Regions from separate parts of the Mus musculus genome. Here regions 1, 2, 3, 4 and 5 are each linked to region 6. The links are chromatin contacts, called in public promoter capture Hi-C maps. All regions are on one chromosome and are shown on one strand. The core of a region is the stretch at or near the end of the contact, and the rest is flanking DNA. Distances in the headings are between cores, read along the strand shown.

Region 1 (3,703 bases), core at 411-2,910, 1.3 Mb before region 6:
GTTCATCATGTTGTGGTGATCCCCAACCATAAAATTATTTTCATTGCTACTTCATAAATGTACTTCTCTCCTGTTATGATTTGTAATGTAAATATCTGGTTTGCAGAATATCTGACATGTAACCCCAGTGGAAAGGTCACTGACTCCTCCCCAAAGGGGTTTCGACCCACGGGTTGAGAATCACTGCCCTAGAGACAGCCTCTGGAACTTTCATTGACTTTGCTCAGTGTTGAGTTCTGGGGCCTAGTATACAGTAGTTATACAATAAATGCATGCCAGTAGTGCTGGAACCTAGCCTTGGGGCCTCCTGCCATCTACTCTGAAAATCTGGCTATATAGGAACCTCCAGCAGTAGGGCCTCCAGTTGTGGGGACCAGGTGTCCCTGGGCTGCAGCCCCAGGGAATGTATAAACAGAAGTCTCACTGCGTACAGATCTCAGGGCCCAGTTGAGAGACCCCGAGGGACTGCACGGGCTCTAGGATGCACGGCTGAATGTTCTGAAGTAGAAATACAGATCAGAGCACACTCCTCAAGTGTGCAAAGGACTGGATGGCTGACGGTTCCAGAATGAGAGGTCACCCTGGGAGTGCGGGTGAGCCCTAACACCGTGCTTGTCTTATGGGGTAGATGGGTAGACTCCGGAGCCTGTAGCTTGCTGGTTAAGAACTGATACAGAAAGACAAAGTGCAGACAAGAGGGGAGGGTGCTCGTTGGGCGTCTCCTACATGACCAATTAAAACATAACTGGGCCTGAATATAAAACAGACAGTGTATGGGTGCAGAGGCAGAGGAAAGTGCCTGGAGATAGATAGCCAATTAGGGGAACAAAAGCCTCTTTAGCAAGGCGAGACTAGGCAGAGTCAACCTCAGCGATGAATGTTGAGGGCTTTTAAATGGAGACTTGGGAGGGGGTTGCATTGGCTGGAAAGAGAGGGATCCTGTCTCTGAGAGGGGTGCCAGTACCTCCAGGCCACAGGTCAATCACTTCACCTCCAGGCTCACACCCTACTCCAGAGCTCCCTCCAGAGGGGTGAAATTGAGGCCCAAATGACTCCTGGGAACAGGAAGCCTGGCCTCTGTAGAATCCATGGAATCCTGAGATTCATCAATGGCATGCCTGCTTGTATCTACTTAATTTTTCCCATCTATTTATTCTGTGGTGTGTGTGTTTCTGTCTTTGCATACGTGCCTGCGCCACATCAGGTCTGCAGAGGTCAGAAGACAAGTTGCAGGACTCAGTTCTCTTCTTCCAAAATAAGGGTTCTAGAGATTTCTACAGAAATCAGGTCCAGACCTTGCTGAACCCTGCAAGCCAGTCTTTTAGTGGGGTTCAGGGAGCAGGCTTTCAGTGTGTAGCCCACGATGGTGCAGGTACCTTTAGCTCAGATAAGAAAGGCAGGTTGTAACTGTGAGGCGCAGCAATAATACAAGGTGCAACCTGATAACCTCTACCTTCATTCCCAGTTAGAATCTGAGCTCTCAGCAGAGGCCGCCTCTCAAGCCCTCATCGGCTCTTCATTGGTTCTGTGCGCTATCTCTCCACCCCTTAGGCTTCTGCGGACCAATCAGATTCTCATGACTGACCCGCCTTAGCCGCCCCTCCCCCTTACAGGGCGCAGCCGAGGCGCGAGCTGATTGGCCTGCTCGGGAGGGAGGGGTAGACACGTAAGGGGAGCAGACCTCGTGTCCAAAGTGGGCAAAACGGTGACCCAGCCCGGAACTAGTGACAGTCCAGTGGGGGAGAGTGCGCTGAAGGGACCTAGTGGAGGGACTTGCTGCACTCGAACCTGGTACCGCCGGGTAAGTCCAACTGCCCGTCCTTACAGACGGAGGAAACGGAAGGTTTGCGGGGTGTCCAGCTGAGGAGGGGCTCCAGTTGGTCTCAGGATGGATCATCAGGGAGGAACTTCAAGCTTCTCCAGAGCTAAGTTTTGTATCAGCCCCAGGAGTGGGCGATTCTCACGCCCATTTCTTCCAAGAAGAAAAGCGTCCCAGAGACACAGAGCTTAGAAATCTGGGTTCCTGTAGTGGTGTGCAGTAACCACTTGCCCAATTAAGCAACCTCATCCCCAGTCTGTCCGCAGGAGGTCACTTACCCCAGCCTAAGACAGGTTTCCTTTACTGAGCTGAGGCCTCCTTCCAGGACCCCCACGATGTCCCGAAATCTCTCTGCAGTCTAGACACCCTCTTCACTTTTCACACGCGCGTCCCACCTCCACTCTTTCATTGTCTCCCTTAGATTGGTTATTTTCTGTCCCAGCTCTCACCCAGGTTCCGTTTCGTCTGCAGATCATACCTAGCTGGCCTGAACTTTTTCTTTCTTTTTTATTCTCTCAGATACTACATCTCGACTGCAGTTTCCCCTCCTCCCTCCCTCCCCAACAGCCCTCCTTCCCTCCACTGCTCTTTCTTTTCCGAAAAGGGCATGCCTGCCCTCAGACGCCAACCAAACATAGCACATCAAATTGCAGTAAGACTGTGCACCTCCCCTAGTATTAAGTCTGGAGAAGGCCGCTCAGGATGAGGAAAGGGTCCCAAAAGCAGGAAAGAGTCAGAGACAGCCCCTCTCCCACTGTTAGGAGTTCCACTAGAAGACCAAGCTGCACAACCCAAACACATATGTAGAGGGCCTATATCAATCCCGTGCAGGCTCCCTGGTTGCTGGTTCAGTCCCTGTGAGCCCCTATGAGCCCAGGTTAGTTGATTCTGTGGGTTGTCTTGTTGTCTTTGACCTCTCTGACTCCTGCAATCTCCCCCTCTTTTCTGCAGGACTCCCCAAGTTCTTCCTAATGTTTTGATTGTGGTTCTCTTCATCTCTTTCCATAAGTTGCTGGATAAAGTGTCTCTGATGACAGTTGGGCCAAGCACCAATCTATACCATTAGGCATCTCAATTTTAAAAAAAATATTTATTGCTGCCAGGAGTGTTTGGTTCTATCCTAGGTCTCTGGGCTATCTAGCCTCCCAGGTAGTGGGTTGGGCTCCCTCTGGTGGCTTGGGTCTCCAGCTGGGCCAGTCATTGGCTGGCTACTCCCACCATTTCTGGGCCACCTTTACCCCAACACATCTTGTGAGCAGGACAAGTTGTAGGTCAGAGGTTTTGTGGCTGGGTTGGTATCCTAATCCCTCCACTGGAAGTCTTGCCTGATTACAGGAGATGGCTGGTTCAGGCTCCATATCCCCCCTGTCTTAGTTAGGGTTTTACTGCTGTGAACAGACACCATGACCAAGGCAAATCTTTTTTTTTTCCCCATTTTTATTAGGTATTTAGCTCATTTACACTTCCAATGCTATACCAAAAGTCCCCCATACCCACCCACCCCCGACCAAGGCAAATCTTATAAAAAACCAACATTTAATTGGGGCTGGCTTACAGGTTCATAGGTTAAGTCCATTACCTTCAAGGTGGGAGAATGGCAGTATCCAGGCAGGCATGGTGCAGGCAGAACTGAGAGTTCTACATCTTCATTCAAAGGCTGCTAGTGGAAGACTGACTTCCAGGCAACTAGGGTGAGGATCTTATACCCACACCCACAGTGACACACCCATTCCAACCAGGTCACACCTATTCCAACAAGGCCACACCTTCAGATGGTGCCACTCCCTGGTCCAAGGATATACAAACCATCACATTCCACTCCCTGGTCCCCATAGACTTGTTCAAAAACATGAGTCTATGGGGGCCATACTTAAACATAGCATA
Region 2 (4,062 bases), core at 240-2,739, 1.2 Mb before region 6:
CCAAGATCCAGTACCTTTCTGGCGGTGAGTAACCAGCAGGACACGGCCGAACCGGCCCTGGCCCAGGGGACGCACTTCCTCGTACAGCTCTTCCACCTCAGTTTGGACCAGGGTCTGGGCACTCAGAGCCATCATGTCCTCCAAGGCCAGAGCAGCCTCCTGCCCCTGCTGCAGCTCCTCTACCGTTAGGCCTCCCAGGCCTTCATCACCTCCATCCTCCACAGTTGACACTTCCATTGGCTTGTCTTCTGACTGTTTGCCTGGCATTTCTGCAAGACAGACAAAAGGACTGTGACCCAGGACTCAGAGCTCGCTAGCCTATGCCTAGGGGAGGAAGAGCAAGGAAACCTGACTTCTGAGGGGTGAGGGCTGGGTCTAGATTCCTGGGTCCAAGGGAGGAGGGCCAGGGTCTGGGCTCCAGAGTCTGAGGGAAGGGGACCACAGTCTGGACCTCAAGGTTTAAGGGAGGAGGGCTGAGGGCTGGACTCCTGGGTCTGAGGGAGGAGGGCTGGGGTATGGACTCTAGGTTTGAGGAAGAAGTCTAGACCTGGACTTTCTCATCACCACTTCTTATTGTGACTCATTTCCATTCAGTAAGAGACCCTGAGGAGTGGAAAACAGTCACTTGTGTGAGGTGAGGTCAACTGAGAGGTCAGATGCCCCCCCCCCATTCCCACTGCCACCTGGTGGCCTGAGGGTGAAAGATGAACCAAGTCATCGAGACACCCCCCATCTTGTTTCCAAAGCAAACAGACTTGGGCCCAGAGTGGATGAGCGGTTTCTCTCCAAAGAGAAAACAGGTGCTCTCTGCCTCCAGGGAAGGGTGGGGCTCTCCACAGCTTGGGACACCCGGGTCCTGCCTGTAGCTGTCACTTGGACCTGTCCCAAGCCTTTAGCACTCAATCATTTTGTGGTTCAAGTCTCACAGCTCAGAAGCTTATCCCTAGACCCAGGGCTCGAGACCCCAGCACCCAGAGAAATAGACCCCAACCCTCCTCCTTCGAATTCAGGGCTCAGACCCCAGCCCTCCCTCCTCAGATCCAGGACTCCAGGCCCCATCCATCTACCCTCAGATCCAAGGTCCCAGACCTCGGCTCTCCTCCTTCAGACCCAAGCTTCCAGACTTCGGGCCTCCTCCCTTAGACCCAGGGTTCCAGCCCTCAGCCCTCCTCCCTCAGACTAGGGCTTCAAATCATAACTTATTACTGTCCCAGGAACTTCTAAAACTCACACAACTTGGGCCTTGGATTCTGTCCCCAACACTAAAGCACTCGATTGCTTCAAGGTGTCTCTTGTCCTGTCGAGGGGCCAGGACTCTTGCCACCTGTTTTCCTGTTCAACTGCAGCCTTCCCTCAGGCCGGTTAACCTTGCCCTACTTCTGACCTGGGCTCAGAGCTCCAGACTTCGCCTTCTCCAAGGCTTGTCTGATCCCTTTCTGCCTACTGCAGTTAGCGCCTTGCACTTCGGGGGTTCCTGCCAGCATCAGACTGCTCAGGAGCAAGTCCCGCCCTCACTCTGGGGGTTCGTAAAGCTCCGCCCTCTGCCCCGCCCCTTCTGCCCCCCATTGGGGGCAGAGCGACATCGTGTGTTGAATCCTAGTACTGGCTGTGGCTGGACCACACCAGTGTGGCTTAGCTCTCCTCCCTTGGACCCAAGGGTTCAGGAAGCCTTCTATCAGACCCAGAAATGCAAACCCCAGCTCTGCTTCCTCTCTTTCAGAGTCCACACTCCAGTCTTCATTCCTCAGATGGAAGAATCTAGAATGCATCCCTCCTATTTCAGACTAGAGAGGGTCTAGGTACCATCCTCTCTCCCTTATATCCAAGATCCCCTCCCCCAGCCCTCCTCCCTCAGACTCAAGGATCCGGAGCAGCCTTCCTCTCTCAGGCCCAGGATTCTAGACCCCAGCCATCTTCCTCAGGCCCGGAATCCCCGGAACGAAACTGCTTTCCTCAAACTCAGGAATCCAGCGCTCCTCCATTTGACCCAAGGATCTTGACCCTAGCCTTCTTTCAGATCTAGGGGTGCAGCCCCTGGCCTCTTCCCTCAAAAGGTCTCGGATTTTCTTTAATCTGATCCCATCTGCTCTGTTCCTCAGCTCCTGACTCTGGCGCCCTGTTGACAAACAAATCTTTTGAGAGGTGTATCCAGGAGCCATGCACTGGGGTCCTGTTTAGGAACAAAATAAGAGAGGATTCTAAAATGATGTCATGAGAAATGACCTCAGACTGGGGACCAGAAACAGGTGGCAGAGCAGCTGGGGATCGAGGATGACTGTACCCCTTTTGCGGGACAGCTGTTGGGTTTAAAGCACCGAGAACCACGTGGGTTCACTTCATTGTCCAAAATACACTTTTTATTTTGTAGATATTTTTAGTTTTACAAAAACAATCACAAAGGTCACACAGTTGTAAAAGACACACAGTTGCCAAGGTCCCTTGGACCCTTCACACAGCTTGCCCCAAGGTCAGCATCTTACCCAAGATTCATCACTAAATTAGCAAAGCTTTCAACAATAGTCATCCATCCTACCCACCATCTTTGTCCTCAAGGTCCTTTTCCTGTTCCCAAGTCCAGTCCGGGGCACCATGGTTCATTTGGTGAACTCACTGTTAAATCTAGAAAGTGTAGGTTCCTGGTTGGGATTATAGTTCTGGCTGCAGTCTTTGTTTTCCCTGCATGAACCTCTGGAAGCTCATATCCACCACTGTGTAAATCTCCATCATAACACAGGCCTGTAATCCCAGCATTGAGAGGTGGACGAAGGATGATCAGAAGTTCGAGGTTACCCTCTGCCACCTAGTGAGGGAACATCCTGGGATACAGAAAAACTTGAAAAATTTTTTAAGTATAAATTCCTGTGATGTTTCTAGTTTCTGCTGGGAGCTGGGGACTCCAGACACACAGAACTGGAGTCTGTGTGCTGTTTGGGACAAGGAAGAGCCATGAAACTAGTCCTGGCTCTCAGGATTGATGGGTCCCTGAATATAGATGGAGCTGGGTTATTCATAACCAGAGAACTTGGGGCATCTTGTGGAAATAGAAGATGGAAGGGTCTAGACCAGATGTTTGTGACAAGGACAGGAAGAGTAGACATAGGTATCTGGGAGGGCTCCAGGGATGGGAACGTTTCTGTAGGACAAGATGGAAGTCAAAGGTGCTAGGTGGAGCATATAAGGTGTGTGGGTGTCTGTCGGCAGTGGTGTGGTGGTGTGTGGGTGGTGGTGGTGGTGGTGGTAGTGGTATGTGTACACACATGTTTCTTTTGCTCTGTGTGTGTGACAATTCCCACAATGTCACCAACACAGAGCCCAGAAACTGTCAGATCAACATAATATCGGATCCTGTAAGTTTGGATTTTGTGCCTCAAATGGTGGGAGCTCCCCCTCACCATGGTCTTAGACAGTGGTTCTCAACCCTCCTAATGCTGTGACTCTTCAATATAATTCCCCAATGATAAAACTGTTTCATTGCTACTTTGTAACTGTAATGTTGTTACTGCTATGAATCATAATGTAAATGTCTAATAAGGAGGAGATCTGATACGCAACCCCTGTGAAAAGGTTGTTCAACTCCCCCAAAGGGGGGCCACGACCCACAGGCTGAGAACCACTGCTCTTACAGAAGAGTGGTCCCATCAGAATTCATGATAAGCATTCAACATTTCAGAGCACAGAAATATATCTGTAGGAGAAACGGAAACTTGGGCTGTGAAGATGCTCAGGGGTTGGGGAAGAGGTTAAGTTGATAGAGGGCCTTCCTAGCACAGGGAAGCCCCAGGTTCCTCAACAATGCCCAGCACCTCAAAATAGTGGGGAAGTACAGGCCAGCACTGGGGAAGTACAGGCCAGCACTGGGGAAGTGGAGGTGGAGGATCCAAAGCTCTAGGTCAGCTACGTAGTCAGTTGAGGGCAGTAAAGAAAAATCAAGGTGAGAAAGAAGAGGGAGGAGAAGGAAAGATGATAAGAAGAGGAGGGGAAGAGGGAGAGGAGGAGATGGAGGAGATGGAAGAGGAGATGGAGGAGGAAGAAAAAGAAGAAGAGGGGAAGAGGAAGAAGAGG
Region 3 (4,122 bases), core at 43-2,542, 1.5 Mb before region 6:
GTCACCCATCCGGCCGGTCTCACCAGTCTCTCCCACTCTGCGGCCTGCTGCCACAGCACCCTGGGTTACCACCATCACAACACACAGTAATTGTGACTGTCCAGCTCTGCCTTTGGCTCCCTGAGTAGATAAAAGTACCAGGGACTTCCACTGACCACTCCCTCCTGGACCCAGCAACCAAGTTCTGCCCTCAATGGGCCTCATCTCACAGAATACCCAGTAGCGCACCAAACAGTGGTTCCAAAGTGCCTCCTCACCACAGGAAACTAGGGACAAACAGGGACAGGACAGCCACAGCCAAGGCGAAGGAAAAGACCTGTTTAACCTTGCCTTCCTGAGCAGAGGGTGAGAAACAAAAAGGTCAAGAGTCCACGAAGGCTGGTGAGAGTGAAAAGAGTAGGTAGACACAGAGGTGAGCACAAAAGAGCAGGCAAGAGGAAGGAAAGAGAAAGGCACCCTAGAGGAGGAAGACTACGACAGGGGGGACAGGGGAGTGGGCCCAAATCCCAAGAGAGCTGAGTCAGAATGATAGGTGGAGGTGATGTAGATCCCAGTGGGAAGAGATGGGGGCTGGGGGCTGCGGGGAGAAGAGTCTAAGAGACTTAGAGAGGGTCCCCAATAGACGAGGAAGACGGGCTGGGAATGACAGCGAAGTAGACACAGGCCCGGCGACAGGAAATAGACTTGATGATACTGGCAAGTGGCTAAAAGACTTAGGGAGTGAAAGGGAGGATACTAAGAGACTCAGGGGCGCTCAGGGAGATTTGAGGAAAAGACTCCGGATTAGAAGGCGCACGCCCGGGAAGGCAGCTGCGGGGCTCACCTGCGCGGGGGGGCGGCGGCTCCTCGCACTCGGGGCTCATCGGGGCGCCCCTGCCGCCCCGCCGCCGGCGGCTCCGGCCCTGTCGAGGGGCCGGCTAAGAGGGGCGGGGGCGGCGCCGGTGGGCTCGCGCAGGCGCCCGGGCCGGAGCTCGCGAACCCGCGCAAGCGCCCTCCAGTCACAGGGAATCCCCTGCCTCACCACCGAGCTTCGACGAGTTCGGGTCGTCGCGAAAAAGTAGGCGCACTCGTTCCACCGCAGAGCTCCGTGGCCGACGCGAGGCCCGCGCAGGCGCCTCCGAAGCAGGGCGACGGGGGAAGTCGCCGCGGGTTACACACTGACACGCCGGCACCCGCGGGACAGGAAAAAGAAGCCTCCGCAGCCCGACGGGTGCAGAATTGCACCGAGAGCCGACGCCCGTCCCCTCGGCTTTACTGTCACCCGAAGCGGCTGGGTCTCCCCGGCCCCAGCCGTCCACCTTAAGGCCTCCGACGCAGGGCTACCTCCGCCACTGTCCCACAATGCCCCGAGCGCGGGAGGACGCAAGAAGACAGGCTCCGCCCTCTCGTGGTCGCTCTCCGTGCGCAGGTGCGCGAGAGGCCGCTAGGTCGGCCTGGCGAGGCGCGTGCGCGGTGAGCGCTGGCGCCCAGAACCCGCCCACTCCGGAACTCCGCGGCTGTCCGTGCCCACGGTTGCCAATGTTCTCTCCCTGAATAAACCTAGAGGGCCCAGTGCGCAGGCGCTGCTGCAGCCAGAACCCCGTTTTCTGTGACTACATTCCAAAATCCGCTGAATATTCGGTTCTAGGATCTTTCGCCCTGAAAGCTACCTTCGGAAATCCGATTGTTATTCCGACTCCTTCAACCATATTTCTTTGACTCGAGTCAACTCCTAAGAAATCCATTCCAACTTTTCGTCCTCACGCGAAGCTGGTTGCTTTTGTTCAGTCGGGTTCGTCCCGGATGCCTAAGCGTCTGCCGAGGTTTTCTGGCTGACCTCCTACTCAGGCATTTGCCCAAGCCGCGTCTACTGTTGCCAGTTGCTGCACAAAGCCTCCTCTTGTAACAACCGGGAGGAACCCCTTAACGCCGGGATTCAGTCACTAAAGGGCCTTTTCTAGCGCTGAGCCTCGGTTTACCCCAACTTTCATCCCCTGCTCCTTCGTGCCCGTTTTAGAGGTCAGCTGTAAGGACTAGATAAATGCATGTAAGAAACATTAGTTTTCCTTTTTTAAAACAGCAGATTAGGACTTTATATTTCGGGGACATTTCACGTCAGTCATTATTTTGACTTTCAAGGGATGTAGATATTTTTCTCCACCCCTTCTCAAATGGCTTTAATGGACTTGCACAGATTAACACCTGTCAGTAATTTTTTTCGTCTTGTCTCTCCTGGGCTGTGCTGCTTTTAATTTTTGTTCGATCTTGTATCAACTGAGTTCTGTGTAAGAGAGCACCTTCATATTAAAAGTGAACACTAGCTCTGCTCCCTGTCTCCTTTAAGTTCAGCCTGCCCCCCCCCCCCACCCCACCCCCAATTCCAGGATGGGTCTTCTCTCCCCAGTTAGACCTTTCTGGAAACTCATACACACACTGGAGATGTGTTTCCATGGTGATTCTAAATCCTGCCAACTTGGCAATGAAGATTAACTTTCACACAAAACTTCAAGGATGTCGAGCTGGCTTCATGGGCAAAGGTGGCTGCTGTGCAAGCCCATAACCTGGCTCAACTTAAAATTCGATCCCAATACCCACATGGGAGAAAGGGAGAATCAATGCCCCACACTGTCCTCTAACCTCCATTCACAGGCCATGCCCCTCTTTATACACTCAAATATGTTTTTAAAAGTACGTGTGTGTGTGTGTGTGTGTGTGTGTTAAAGAACAGATGGTCCCAGCACAACACAGCAAGAAAAGACAGCAGCTCTGAGGTAAGAGCAACACTTATTATACCTTTAGTGACCATCTCCCCAAATCCTCTAAGCTCAGCCCCTCCTTCCTTCCATAAGAACCTTCCAAAAAACAATGCAAGACAGCATAAGGGAGCAGGAGAAATGTTTTTATTTGAAGAGCAGTGTGGACATGAGAAGAAAGGATGACAGAAAGCAAGGGAGGGGATCAAGGGGCCAGCACCTTTCTCAGCAACCCCTCCAGGGGGCTACCCAGAGATGGGCTGGCAGGCCCAGGCCCAGGCCCAAACAAGGCCTGGCAATCCCTTAAGAGAGAGTGCCTGGGAAGGAGGGAGGCAGGAGGCCTGGGGTTCCCACGGAGAGAAAGCAAGGAGCCACCTGGTCTCAGCGATCCATGCTGTCGTCGGTAGGGCTAGAGAAACAGGTCTGTAACAGCTTTTCACAGAACTCCAGCTCCTCCTGGATCAGGGTGAGAGGAGTCCTGAGCGCGGGCAGACCTGCCTGCCATACATTCAGCAGGCAGAACACTCTCCTGTATTTCTAAACTACCTGCCACCTTCCCACTCCGGACGCCCAGCCTTTCCCAAGGACCACTGCGCCAATCATGATCACTTGCCCTGCTCATGGGTTTCTGAACTCCACACATAGAGTCTTGCGGCCTCCCAGACTGGTCAGTCTTCACATCAGCCCCCTAAGTTCAATCCCCACAACCCACTGATTGAAGGGAAGAACTGACTCCTACACATTTTCCTGTGACCTCCACCTGGGCACCATGGCACACATGAGCCCCCACCCCCAGTAATTAGATTTTTTTTTTTAAGTTCCATTTTTATGGGTATGGAGAAGGGTGTGTGTGCGTGTGTGTGTGCGTGTGTGTGTGAAGACAAGAGGGCCCCAGAAGCCATCCACCTTGTGTGTGTGTGTGTGTGTGTGTGTGTGTGCACGTGCACGCATATGTGTTTGGGTATGAGTGCATCCGTGTGCACATGGGTGTGGACACCAGAGTTTAACGATTATCTTCCTCAACTGTTTTCCATCTCTTTCCCTTTCCTCACGATGCAGCCTGGCTGTCCTGGAACTCACTCTGTAGATCAAGCTGGCCTCCAACTCACAGAGCTCCACCTGCTTCTTCCCCAGTGCTAGGACTGACGCTGTGTGCGAGCCTCCATCTCATTTTCCCAGTCACACTTTCTTTCTCACTCAACATGGAATTCACTGACTCTACTGGACTGGCTACACATGAGCCCCAAGGGATCCTCTGTCCCTGCTTCCTGCGCTGTGAACTCAGCTCCTTCTGCTTGCACTGCAAGCACTTTGCCAACTGACCCGTGTCCCCTGCCTCAAACACTTGTTCCTATAGCAGTGTCTGTAGTCGTGAGAGACTGGAGACAAA
Region 4 (4,167 bases), core at 1,314-3,813, 1.7 Mb before region 6:
GCACACTAGCGCTCTACTAGCTGAGCTACGTTTTCAAAGGTTTATTTATTTTGTATTTTTGAGACAGGGTTTCACTATGAACCCTGGTTGGCCTGGATCTCACTATGTAGACCAGGCTGGCCTTGAACGCTTTGAAACCCACCTGCCTCTGTCCCTGGAGTGCTGGGGTTAAAGGTGTGCACTACCAGGTCCATCCCATCTCCAAAGCTTTAAATCACACCATTGGAAGGCCAGTATCTTTGGGGGTGGGAGCTTTGAATTTGAATGCTAGAGTCTTTTGTTTCATTCATTCATTCATTCATTCATTCATTCATTCATTTTGAGACAGGGTTTCTCTGTGTAACCCTGGCTGTCCTGGAACTCAGAAATCTGCCTGCCTCTGTTACCTCCTTCCAGCCCAGCAAGGCTGGCTGTGACCATCCACCACCGCCTGAGCGGAGCCACCTGCTGTGCTGCTCCTTTGATGTGCCACTACCTGCCTGAGGCTCAACCTGCCAGAGGCCTGAACCGGTTCTCTTCCAAGAATCTTCCAGAGTTAACACCGAACTGCGATCTTTGCGAGTTCCCACTAAAAGGCTGACCTATCTACTTCAAAGGAACTTTGCTTGGCCAGGGACGGGCCTCCCCTTTTCTTTATAAAGCGTGTTTGCTGACATTAAAATTGAACCTTGAGCAGAAAGCTTGTCTTGGTTCCTTCCTTATCTCGCGCAGCCTAGCCCTTCTTCTCTTCCAGGTTTCCAACATGCCTTTCCAGCCTAGGACCCAAAACATGTGGTCGGCTGGCCGGACACAACATGCCTCTGCCTTCCAAGTGCTGGGATTATAGACATACCCACCTCCCTGGCTGAATGCTAGAGTCTTAAGCAACTGACCTTGGAGCCCCATCTTCTCAGGTTCCTCTAGGGCTAGACTGAAGATCAGCATGTGTCGGGCTACCGCTTCCAGATTATTCTCCAGCACATAAAACTGCACGAGTGACAGACAAGACAATTCTGCAGACCTAGGAGCCCAGAACACCAGCCTCCCCCAACACCCCTGTATGGAGATGGAACCCAACCAGGGACCTTGTAAAAGTTAGAGCAGCACTCCACCACTGAACTCCATTCCCAGCACATCCCCCCCCCCCCCTGTTTTTCTTTCTATTGTGAGGCATAGTCTCATTAGGTCGCCCTTGAACTCTCTGTTGCCCAGGATGGCCTTGAACTTACGATGCTTCTCCTGCCTCAGCCTCCGGAGCAACTATGATTACAGGCTTTAACCACTAGATCCAGCTTGCTAGGTCTCTCTCTTAAGCCATAAGTCTAGATTCGAGATCACCCCTCACACCACTCCTGGAGACCTGATTTTTTGTTTTGTTTTGTTTTTGGTTTTGTTTCGTTTTGTTTTGTTTTGTTTTGTTTTTTTGAGTCAGGGTTTCTCTGTGTAGCCCTAGCTGTCCTGGAACTCACTCTGGAGACCTGATTTTTTGGGGTTTGTTTGTTTGTTTGTTTGTTTTGAGACAGGGTTTCTCTGTGTAACTCTGGCTGTCCTGGAACTCACTCTGGAGACTAGGCTGGCCTCGAACTCAGAAATCCACCTGCCTCCCAAGTGCTGGGATTAAAGGCATATGCCACCACTGCCCGGCTGGAGACCTGATTCTTGGGCTCTCGCTCTTACTGAAGCCCAGGGGCCTCAAATCCCAGGACCTTACTTCCCTAGGACAAGGTCTGAGACTCTTCAGATCCACAGCCTAACCTCTAGGACCTGGAAACTTTCATTGCAATCCTCTCTTCTCTCAAAGGCTCAGGAATCGGCCGTTCATTCCACTCCAACCAGGATCCCAGAATCCCAACTCACATTGAAGCTCCTGAGAGGCCAGAGCGCTGCCCTGGCCAGGGTCCGCAGCATGTGTCTACCATCCACAGAACCTAACAGCAGGGCATCCAGTTCTGGGACCTTGCGCTCTGTTTTCGACTGTGAATCTGGGTCTACAGGAGGACCTGGCAAGACGATAGCAGGCAGAGTCGACTGCTCGTCTCTCCTGCAGTTAGCTAACTTTAGAAGTTAAGAAACCAGCAGGCTTGATACGCCGAGCCTGGATTCCAAAAAACAGCGATACCTTTGCCTTATAGCACTCAGTATTAACCCTTCTCCCCAAGCCAGTTAATTTAGGGAACGTTGGTATACACATCCCATCAGCATCCCCTACCACAGACACAAGTGCTGTGGGCTGTGAGCACAGTCCACAGTTGTAGTAGGAAAGGCACCTCTGTCTAAGACCGTGTGTGGTCTTAGGGTAGACTCACTTTCTGCCTGTAGGTCCAGCGCCGGGGACAGACCCCACCAGGACACACTACCATAACCGGTGCCCGAGCCCGCAGGCGTGGTCATCGCTCTGTGGGACAGGAGTCCGGGGAATTCCACATTTGTCCATCTCATCCCTCCCTTTCTCGCTGCCCCGCTTCTTACCCCTTCGCCTCCACGTTAATCCCCTCACCTTTATTCTTCAAAATATCCGTAGGTAGGGTCCTGTGCTGAGCTCCTGGAAGCCACCACAACAGTTTCCCAGAGGCTTCGCCCACTCTGAGTCATCACCCAATGGGAGCAGGTGGTTTTGCATTATTGCTATCAACTGACCAATTAACGTGAAAAGGTGCCGCTCGCTATGAACTTTTGACCAATAGAAGCTCCGGGAGATGGCTGCGGTGTGGTCTGAAACTGGACACCGGACGCGGTTGTCATAACGACAGCCGGACCAGAGTAGGGTGCCTGCTTTCTGGATCCGTCCTCCAAATTTCTAGGAAAGGGAGGATCTACCTTGCTGCTTCAAATTAAATCAGAACTGAACGAAATGTCTTCCCTGTTTGTCTTTCTTTTCTTTTTCTTTCTTTTCTCTCTCTCTCTCTCTCTCTCTCTCTCTCTCTCTCTCTCTCTCTCTCTCTCTCTCTCTCTCTCTTTCTCTCTCTCTCTCTCCTTCCTTCCTTTCTTCCTTTTTCTTCTTTCCTCCTCCTCTTCCTTCTTCTCCCCCTCCCCTCCTCCTCTCCTCCCCTCTTCTTCTTTTCCCTCCTCTTCTTCTTTTTGAGCCAGAGTCCCTCTTTATTCGAGTTACTCCGAACTCGCAGCAGTCCTCCTGGCCTTGGTTTAAATATTGTGAGCCACCACTCCTGGATTCTAATGAAATCTCTGTGAATCCAAATTATAACAGGAAGCCAAGACATGCCTTCACATCTCTGTTTTGTTCTTTTGTTTTTGTTTCTTTTACACCTGGGCTCTTGTCTGAATACAGGCCTCACTAGGTGAAAAACAGGACCTTGCTCAGTAGATTTTTCTAGAATATATGATCAGGCTATTACTCACAGTCATTACTCAATAATACATCTTTAGCAGGCACCATGGCACAGACCTGTAATACCAACATTCTGAAGTAGGAAAATCAGTGGTTCAAGACCAGTTTGCCATATCTTATTCTAGCCCAGCAAAGGCTACCGCACTGTATAAAAGCTAAAAAAAAAAAAAAAAAAAATCCTCCCTCCTGGAGCTGGGAGCTGGAGAAAGGTTCAGCAGTTAAAGGTGCTTTCTGTTGGAAGGCAGAGGCAGGCGGATTTCTGAGTTCGAAGCCAGCCTGGTCTACAGAGTGAGTTCCAGGACAGCCAGGGCTACACAGAGAAACCCTGTCTCAAAAAACAAAAACAAAAACAAAAACAAAACAATAAAATAAAATAAAAAATAAAGGTACTTTCTGCTCTCCTAGAGAACGGGAGAGTTCAGTTCTCAGCACCACATCAGAAGGATCATAACGGCCTGTACTTTCAGCCCCAGGGCTCTCATGCCCTCTTCTCACCTCTTTTGGCACCCACAAACACTTGAGTAACACACACACTCACACACAAAGAATAAAATTTTCAAATACAAATTTAGAAATCTTCCTCCTGGGAAGATACCTAACACTGGTCTCTCAGATCATGTTAAGCAATAGAAGAACTTACTAGAATGAAGGACAAAAACTAATCGAGACAATGCTACAGAAACGATACCTTCAGGAATGGCGTGACTGAAACACTGTGTTCCATCCCAGCACCACATCAATCCAGGTGTGATAGTACGAGACTATAATTCAATCCTGTGGGGTGGGGGTCACGGGATAGAAGTAGGTGTAATAGTTCAAGCATCATTATACACAGAGAGAGG
Region 5 (4,156 bases), core at 718-3,217, 1.4 Mb before region 6:
AACTCCTGCCCCGCCCCCTCCCCGCCCCATCTCCTACTCCGCCCCAGCCCTACACCGCCCCCGACCTCTAGTTCTCACTCACAAGGCAATGTCCTCCTCCACAGCCTGAGGGGGTGGGTGGGAAAGGAGGCCCAAAACCCAGGTTCTTCCTTCGGTTGCACCTTGCTTGGTTCTCAAATCCAGCTCAGGACTTGAATGACACAAGGTGTTACAGAGAAAAAGAGCCAGCCTCGGAAAAGCAAGCCCCCAATAAGTCCTATCCCATCCCTGCCAGCTGGGGGTGGAGAATGCTGGCTAGGATGTCAGAAGTGGGCTGGGCTGGGTGGATCGGAGTGCCTCCCGAGGGTCCTTGCAGAGAACAGCAGCAGGTGGGGGGAGGCGTGGTGAGGACGCCTGAGAGCCGAGAAAGGGACGGAGGAACAGGATCCAGGAAGAGGGGAACGCAGACGAAAAGAGGAAGACAGAGATAGTCAGGGAAGAGACAGAAACCCGCAGAAGGTGGTACCAGAAGGATGGGTTAGTGATGGAAAGTAGACAGAGGCTGAGACACAGAGAGTAGGAGACCCAGAGAGAGAAACAGAGGCCCTGGGATTGGGAGGGGAAGTAAAAGACAGCGAGAGAAGTGAGATCTAGGGATGGGGAGGGCACAACCAATAAAGTCTAAAATGGCCCGAGTGGGGTCTGCAGGTGGCGGCTGAGGAGGTGGTGGTGGGGGCACAGATCAGGGAAGGGGGTAGGAGCATGTGGAAGGGGTTCCTAGGAATCTCAGGGATTAGGAAGTCGGTTTGAGGTGGGAATGCGGAAAGCAGGCAAGATTGGGGACCTGTAGAAGGAGGGAGAGGAGAGTAGCAGGTCCTGGCTACTGTGGCGCTGGGAAAGACCCCCAAATCCCTGCCTGCTAAGGATAGCGTGGATACCACATGCAGCGCTACTTTGTCTGGGCTGTCTGGGGTCCCTGCCTAGAGTCTCCGTCCATTCTCTTCTTAGGCCCCCTGCCTACGTGCAGCCGGCTGTCTTCTCTCTTTCTAACCTGGCTCTGCCGTCGGGTTTCTGTTCCTCTGCATCTCTGCGTCTGTCTAGGGCTCTGTCCGGATCTCTGTCTGGGCCCTCCATCCCCAACCTCCCCCGCCTGGATCTGTAGCCTCCTTGTAATTTCCACACCCAGTTCCTCTGTCAGGGGCTCTCTCAATCTCTGCTTGTCTGTCCCGGGATTCTGTCCCTTCTAAGTGTCTCATTCTCATCACTGCACTGTTCCCCGCCCTTTGAGCCCCTCACTCTTGAGCAGAGTGGGTGGGGGGCGCTGCGGAGGGAGCTGTGTGTTCCCAGCGCAAAATAGACTCCCGTTGCCATGGCGACGCGAGCGCGGCCTCGAGACGCAGGCTTCGGGCTGGGTGTGCGGAGGGGACACCTGGAACCGGAACGCGGGGGCCGGGGCTCCGACGCCCGTGTCCCAAGGGGCTCCGGAGGATGGATGGAACTCCTAGGTCCCCGGGGAGGGTGTACTGGGCTAGGTAACTTGTGGGAGGGGGCTGGGCTGCTAGGATCTGCGGCGGCGGTGGGTGAGTTTGATTGTCAATGGGGTTGGACTGGTCCTTGCATCTCTGGTGGACACGGGATGCCTTCAAAGGCCCCCAGGCTGGGGATGGAGTCTGCGAATCTCGGGTGAGGGTTTGACGCGGTGGAGGCGGAGGGGCGTCTGTAGAGTTTGAACACTCTGATCTCCAAGGGGCTGCAGAATTCTGCGTCTTGGGCGAGTAAGGACCACGGAGCAGCAACTGTCCATCCCATCCATTCACATACTTGTCCATTCCTCCCCATCCCTCTTTTTCCCCCGTGCCTCAGTTTACCCCTCCTCACCAGGTACGGATGCGCTCACCTCACTTTCCGGATGCGGGACCTTCAGGGAATCGGGGGTGGCAGCGTGGGGGCCAGCCAGGGTAGGCAGAGCGAGCGCGTGTCTGCCAGCCCGCGGGGCTGGGCGCGCGCGCGCTGATGGGGGTGGGGGCGGCAGGCTGCGTGGTGGGGACCCTGGCCGGCAGCTCTTTCTTTTGCAGATGCGCACCGGCCCCAGTGCAGATGTGGCCGCTGCCAGCCCTCGCCTGTGTCTCGCGCCGGCTTGGAGCTTGGAGAGGCGCCTCCCCCACCCCACCTGGAGGAGACCCCACTTTCTTCCTCCCACAGACCCTTGTAGCCCCCGTGATGCCCCCTAAACCCAATAATGGTTCGGTCCTCAGTCACATAAATGTTTATTCTCCGAGACAGGGTCCCAGTTGTGACATTTGTTCCCCCTCCTTTTCCCGCTTCGTGAAGTGGCCCGGGGCCCAGCCCCACCTCCACCTTTCTCTAAACCAATTCCCACCCAGCATCAAGGAATTTCATTTGCATTTCCGGGACCAGCTGCCCAATCGGAAGACAGAACCACGCCTCCTCTCCCACGGGGGCGGTTCTCCTGGCGGACTGCACCACTCTTGGGATCCATGGATGAAGGAAAAGTCATCCATCAACGTCTGGGTGACAAGGAGGGTGGGTGCTTCCTTCAAGTCAGGTCCTGGAGTTGGGCAACAGGGAGTTTTTCTTGCCTTGGAAGAAGCCTAACAGTCCGATGTCTGTGACTGGCTCCTTGAGGATCTTCTGAATCTGCAGGCAAAGGAGATGAGGAAGTGAAGAAGCCCTATCTCCGGAATAGAGAATCTGAGGAGCACCTCTTCATCTTGATCTCCCTTATTCTGACAGCATCGCTTCTCCAGTCAACTACTTCTTTTTCCTGTTTTCCAGGTGACCTCTCCCTCACACTTGCCTGGTTGAGCTGTTCCCCGCCATCTTGGTATGCTCTTGCCTTGGGACCACTAAGAGCAGATGGTTTGGGTTATCTTGTCTACCTCCATGTCCATCTTCTTCACTAGTCTCATCTTTCCTGGGTCATTCCTTTAGCTCTCAGCTCTCCCACACACAGACCCAACGAACTCATGAACTCTCAACGAATTTACACAACTCTCTCTTGGTGGAACAAGAATAATCAACCACATTACTGGCAATCAAACAGTCCAGCCAAGTTTATCTCCAGAAAATTATACCAAAAAATGCAAATCCTGCACCTCCACTTCTCTTCCCTGGTTAAACCCCACCACTGTTTATGGGATTTGTTGGTTTCCCTTCTTTGTCCCAGGCCACATAATGTAATCTTTTGACTATTCACCAATTTGATGGTGGCCAGCTCCTGTACTCTTTCTTTCTCAATGAAGCATAGTTGAGGTTTATTAAAGATATTTTAATATAGAGTTTAGGAACAAAGAGAGGTGCTTTTTCTCTTGCTTGTGGCCCCAGTAGTCTATGGAATTTCCTGGTAAGAAGATAAACACCAAAGCATGGATGTAGACTTCTCTAAAAGGGAGCTGACTCCTAACCTGCGCGCGCACGATCTGCGGCAGAGGACAGCACTCTCCCCACATGAGTTTTATTTCTTTGTTGATGTTGATTTGGTTGGGATAGAACCCAGGGCCTTGCCAAAGCTAGACAAGTACTCTGCAGACTGCGTGTGTGTGTGTGTGTGTGTGTGTGTGTGTGTGTACGTACATGTTTATGTGGGTATGTAAATGTATGTGAGAGAGAAAGAGACAATGGCTCGGTTATTGTGAAACGCCAAATCTTTCCTAAGACGTGGCCCAGGCTCCCTCCTCCCTCTCCTCCCCAACCTGACAGTATTGGCCACACTCAGCTACAATTATTGGACTGAGGGAAACACAGCCCTAGCTTCCTGGAAGCAGTATTCTCCTAGCAGCCTTAAGATGAAGATGTAGAACTCTCAGTTCCTCCTGCACCATGCCTGCCTGGATGCTGCCATGCTCCTGCCTTGATGATAATGGACTGAACCTCTGAACCTGTAAGCCAGCCCAATTAAATGTTGTTCTTTATAAGAGTTGCCTTGGTCATGGTGTCTGTTCACAGTAGTAAAACCCTAACTAAGACAATACTCATCATCAACTCCTTTCCTAAGCTCCTCCCAGATAAACCCACCTCCCCATCCCCGTCAATGGTAGCTGTGCTTTTTACTTTTAATAACCAACTGATTCCAATATGTGCTGCTCATATACTTTGTGGAGTGTGAGACCACACCCTTAAAGACAACTGTCTCCCAGAAGCTGTCAACTGTCCATAG
Region 6 (4,123 bases), core at 623-3,122:
GCAAATGGCATTGCCAGGAGTTATACCCCCCACACACACTCCCACCCTCACCCCCAGTTTCCTCTCAAAATTGGCTGCTGTCCAGGGCAAAGAGGGAGAGAAAGGAAGAGAAAGATAATAACAAAAGCAAGGAGAGAGCTGGAACACACACAGTGGTCCCATAAGTTGCTCACCCTACAGCTGTATTGAGATCCAGGAGCTATCTGCTCTAGGAAATTATTGGCCAGTGAGATAGCTCATTGGGGGAGTGTGCTAGCCATCAAGGCAGTGAGATAGCTCATTGGGGGAGTGTGCTAGCCATCAAGGCAGTGAGATAGCTCATTGGGGGAGTGTGCTAGCCATCAAGGCAGTGAGATAGCTCATTGGGGGAGTGTGCTAGCCATCAAGGCAGTGAGATAGCTCATTGGGGGAGTGTGCTAGCCATCAAGGCAGTGAGATAGCTCATTGGGGGAGTGTGCTAGCCATCAAGGCAGTGAGATAGCTCATTGGGGGAGTGTGCTAGCCATCAAGGCAGTGAGATAGCTCATTGGGGGAGTGTGCTAGCCATCAAGGCAGTGAGATAGCTCATTGGGGGAGTGTGCTAGCCATCAAGGCAGATGACCTGACTTTAATACCCAGGACTCATATGATGGGTTGTCCTCTGACCTCCACACGTGTGTTATGGCATATGATTACCACAAATAAATAAATAAGTGATGGAATTTTAGAGAATATATGTGTGCGCATGGGTGAGTGTACCTGTATGCACACACAAAGGCCACAAGAGGGTGCTGTGTGTCCCTTCTCACCACTCTCCACATAAGCCTTTGAGGTAGCATCTCTCCTAGAACCCAGGACTCATTCTTTTTCTTGGTTAGGCTGGTGATCTGCCTGTTTCTGTCTATCCACCCCTTGTCCCAAATTGAAGCAGGGAATATAGGAGGATATAGGACATCTGGCTTGTTACATGGATCCTGGGGTCCAAATTCCTTGGACCTCGTGATTGTGCAGCAAACACACTTAACATCTGTGCCACCTCTCCAGTCCCTTATTTTGTTCCGTGGTTGGTTGAGTCAGGGGTTCACTAAAGACCAGACTGGCCTGGAACTCATGAGCCTCCAGCCTCAGTCCCCAAAGTGCTGGGATTACATGTGTGCGCAAGCCTTCCGGGCTGAGAGGTGGTGACGCACACCTTTAATCCAGGCAGTCAGAAAGCAGCAGCAGGTGGATCTCTGTGAGTTCAAGGCCAGTCTGGTCTACAGAAGGAGTTTCAGGACAGCTGGCACTACACAAAACTCTGTCCTGGAAAACAAACAAAAAGAACAACCACAAAAAATAACTATGAGCTTTCAAAGTCAGCTCCAGGAGCCATTTTTAGAATGAGGTTCATGGAGAAAGGAAACACTGAGAAACACAGACAGACAGACAGATGTACACATGCATGTGCACGCATGTACACACACACACACACAAAGAAGAAAGGACCTTTATTATACATGCAACAGAAGACACAGGTCAAACTAGGTGTGATAATAGCTATTATAAAACTTGGAGGTGTAGGAGAATCAAGAGTTCAAAGTCATCCTCTGCTGAAACTGGAGTTGAGGCTAGCCTAGGCTACAGATACCCTATGTCAAAACAAGAACAACAAAGAAACACAAGGGGATCTGAGATGGCTCATTAGGTAAGGTACTTGATGGCAAGCTGTCACGACAAATTGAGTTCCATTCCTGGGACCTACGTGGCTGAAGGAGGAAACCAATACTCACAAGTTATTCTCTGACCCCCAGCACACACACACACACACACACACACACACGATGAAAACAAAACAAACAAACAAACAGAAAACCACAAAACACAGGTTAGAGAGACCATAAAGAGGCAGTGAAGGAAAGACAGTCTCAAATCAAGGACCTGCCAGCAATGGCTGTGGCAGAGAAATGTTTTCTGCCACAAGGCACCTTTGTCTGACCTCACACTCCAGTTAAGGAACTCTGAAGTGGATGAGTCGTCCTCTCTGCCTCCATCCTCACTAGCCCGCCCACCCTTGTCTCTCTCCCTAACCTCCTCATTCTCCTCAGAAGCTCACAAACCAGGATCCCCGCTGCTGCTGAGAGCCGCCCAGCCCAGCCGGTGCTGCCAGCTCCACACAGGTTAGAGCCTGGGCTGGAGGGAGGGGAGGCTGGGGGATCTGACAGCAGTGATGGTAAAAGCATCTCAGAGACTGGCAGGGCCATGACAGGATGGGGCAGTAGGGAAGATGGGGCATCGAGCATGGGTCGGTAGGAAGGTATGCACAGAGAAGCAGAGAGGAGGAGCGTGGGTATGGTCAAATTCCACGTGCGTGGTAGTGGGTCTGAGAAACATGGGTAAAGGTGGATAGAGGAATATTTTGCTTGCTTCCTTGATTTTTTTTCCTTTTTATTACATTAGTTACTAATTTGGGGTGTGTGTGTGCTCACTTATGTCCCACAGCACGACTGTGGAGCTCAGAAGACGACTCGTAGGGATCAGTTCCCTCCCTATACCTCTGCAGCTCCTGGGAATTGAACTCAGGTCCATCAGGCTTGGCAGCAAGCACCTTCACCTGCTTAGCTGACCTCTGTTTTTCAGGCAGGATCTTATGTAGTCCAGGATGGCTTCAAATTTGCTCCATGGAAGAAAATGACCTTGAATTTCTAATCCTCCTGCCTCTGCCTCTGGAGTGTTGGGGTTATGGGTGTACAACACCACCATACCTGACTCTGGAGAGCCTTATGCTGTTTTTTTTTTTTTTTCTGGTCTCAGTGTTCTATCAGTAAGCTGTCTATACCACACATTGCAAACCCATGGATTCAAATAATCAAAAATTAAAAATAACCAGGGAAAGCTAGTTAAATGGCTAAACTGGTGAAGGTGGTTGGAGCTAACCCCAATGACCTGGAATTTGATTCCTAGGAGTGGGAGGGGGAGCTGTCCTCCAAACATGGACATTTTTCTTATGTTTCCTTAAGGACACAATGTTGCATTATTTACAGGGGATTTTTTATTTTCAATGTTCTAGGCGACACTGCCCAGAGGCAATCTAAGTATATAGGAGGGGGCTGGAGAGGTGGCTTGGCAGTTAAACACAATGGCTGTTCTTGCAGACGACCTGGGCTCCGTTTCCAGTACCCACATCAAGCAGCTCACAGTCAATTGTAATTTTAGTTCTAGAGGCTCTGACCCCTGTCCCTAGGGCAGAGGTGCAGAGGTTCTATGCAAAAGGGTCTAGAAGAATGGCAGATGTGGGTATCCGTGGGGAAGGGTCTCATGAGTACTGAAGACAGGTGTACATACTTGTACATTTTCTCTCAACCAACTCTCTCGTTTCCTTCCTTCCCCTCCTGCTTTCCTACTTACTTCTGAGTGCTGCCTGTGTAGAGGTCAGAGGACAACCTGAGGTGTTGAAACTCACCCTTTGCCTTGTTGTGGGCAGGGTCTCTTGTTTGCAGCTATGGAGCTGTGAACACCAGGGGAACTGGCTGTGAGCCTCAGGGCACTTTCCTGACTTCCCCCTCCATCCATCTCAGTGCAGGACAACTGGAATCCAGATGCACATCCCTGCAACTTGCTGCTACATGAGTCCTGGGGCCTCAAGCTTGCCAAGTGAACACTTTGTTTATTCACTAAACCATCTCCCCATTCTACATGCGCTTTGTTTTTGTTTTCTCTCTCTTCTCCTTCCCTCCCTCTCTCCCTTCTATTCCCTCCTTCCCTCCTTACCTAAGATTTATTTAATTTATTTTATTTTATGTGCATGTATGTCTGCATGCCTGCCAAGGCCAGAAGGTGATACAGGATTCCCTAGAACTGGAGTCAGAAGACATTGTGAGCTACCTGGTGTAGGTTCTGGGACAGAACCCAGGTTTTTCACAATAGTAGCAAATATTTTTGTTTTCTTTCTTTCTTTCTTTCTTTCTTTCTTTCTTTCTTTCTTTCTTCCTTCCTTCCTTCCTTCCTTCCTTCCTTCCTTTCTTTCTTCCTTTCTTTCTTTCTTTCTTCCCTTCATCCCTTCCTTCCTTCCTCTTCCTCCTCCTCCTCCTCCTCCTCCTCCTCCTCCTCCTCCTCCTCCTCCTCCTCCTCCTCCTTCTTCTTCTTCTTCTTCTTCTGGTTTTTTTGG

Evidence for each region. Promoter capture Hi-C pulls out the DNA fragments that hold promoters and counts their contacts.
Region 1: a promoter capture Hi-C map of pre-B cells shows a contact between it and region 6. The contact joins the promoter of Isoc2a here to the promoter of Galp in region 6. A contact is called at or near these places in 10 of 39 promoter capture datasets (the 3T3-L1 cell line, 3T3-L1-derived adipocytes, cranial neural crest and 7 more) and 1 of 9 other capture datasets (embryonic stem cells).
Region 2: a contact with region 6 is called in a promoter capture Hi-C map of pre-B cells. The contact joins the promoter of Sbk2 here to the promoter of Galp in region 6. A contact is called at or near these places in 15 of 39 promoter capture datasets (the 3T3-L1 cell line, 3T3-L1-derived adipocytes, the C10 cell line and 10 more) and 1 of 15 datasets of contacts at CTCF or cohesin (large pre-B cells).
Region 3: a contact with region 6 is called in a promoter capture Hi-C map of pre-B cells. The contact joins the promoter of Ppp6r1 here to the promoter of Galp in region 6. A contact is called at or near these places in 4 of 39 promoter capture datasets (cranial neural crest, frontonasal cranial neural crest, hippocampal neurons and 1 more).
Region 4: a contact with region 6 is called in a promoter capture Hi-C map of pre-B cells. The contact joins the promoter of Dnaaf3 here to the promoter of Galp in region 6. A contact is called at or near these places in 6 of 39 promoter capture datasets (the 3T3-L1 cell line, cranial neural crest, hippocampal neurons and 3 more).
Region 5: a promoter capture Hi-C map of pre-B cells shows a contact between it and region 6. The contact joins the promoter of Shisa7 here to the promoter of Galp in region 6. A contact is called at or near these places in 2 of 39 promoter capture datasets (cranial neural crest and pre-B cells).

The regions. Positions count from the first base shown.
Region 1 is chr7:4,875,393-4,879,095 of GRCm38.p6, forward strand. It overlaps Isoc2a (isochorismatase domain containing 2a), which reads left to right and starts at 1,661. Exons shown (of 6, transcript NM_001101598.1): 1 at 1,661-1,801.
Region 2 is chr7:4,962,917-4,966,978 of GRCm38.p6, forward strand. It overlaps Sbk2 (SH3-binding domain kinase family, member 2), which reads right to left and starts at 1,490. Exons shown (of 4, transcript NM_001146329.2): 1 at 1,385-1,490; 2 at 15-269. The coding sequence starts at 267. It overlaps Sbk3 (SH3 domain binding kinase family, member 3), which reads right to left. Exons shown (of 4, transcript NM_001200041.1): 4 at 2,344-4,062.
Region 3 is chr7:4,657,658-4,661,779 of GRCm38.p6, forward strand. It overlaps Ppp6r1 (protein phosphatase 6, regulatory subunit 1), which reads right to left and starts at 1,293. Exons shown (of 24, transcript NM_172894.2): 1 at 824-1,293. Hspbp1 (HSPA (heat shock 70kDa) binding protein, cytoplasmic cochaperone 1) reads right to left here. Exons shown (of 8, transcript NM_001360629.1): 8 at 2,859-3,188. The coding sequence ends at 3,114.
Region 4 is chr7:4,529,902-4,534,068 of GRCm38.p6, forward strand. It overlaps Dnaaf3 (dynein, axonemal assembly factor 3), which reads right to left and starts at 2,564. Exons shown (of 12, transcript NM_001033548.3): 1 at 2,477-2,564; 2 at 2,286-2,374; 3 at 1,837-1,979; 4 at 873-966. The coding sequence starts at 2,370.
Region 5 is chr7:4,842,729-4,846,884 of GRCm38.p6, forward strand. It overlaps Shisa7 (shisa family member 7), which reads right to left and starts at 1,968. Exons shown (of 6, transcript NM_172737.4): 1 at 1,877-1,968. It overlaps Isoc2b (isochorismatase domain containing 2b), which reads right to left. Exons shown (of 6, transcript NM_026158.2): 6 at 2,232-2,637. The coding sequence ends at 2,542. It overlaps Gm36127 (a long non-coding RNA gene), which reads left to right. Exons shown (of 2, transcript XR_881804.2): 2 at 2,055-2,257.
Region 6 is chr7:6,195,218-6,199,340 of GRCm38.p6, forward strand. Galp (galanin-like peptide) reads left to right here and starts at 1,873. Exons shown (of 6, transcript NM_178028.2): 1 at 1,873-2,135.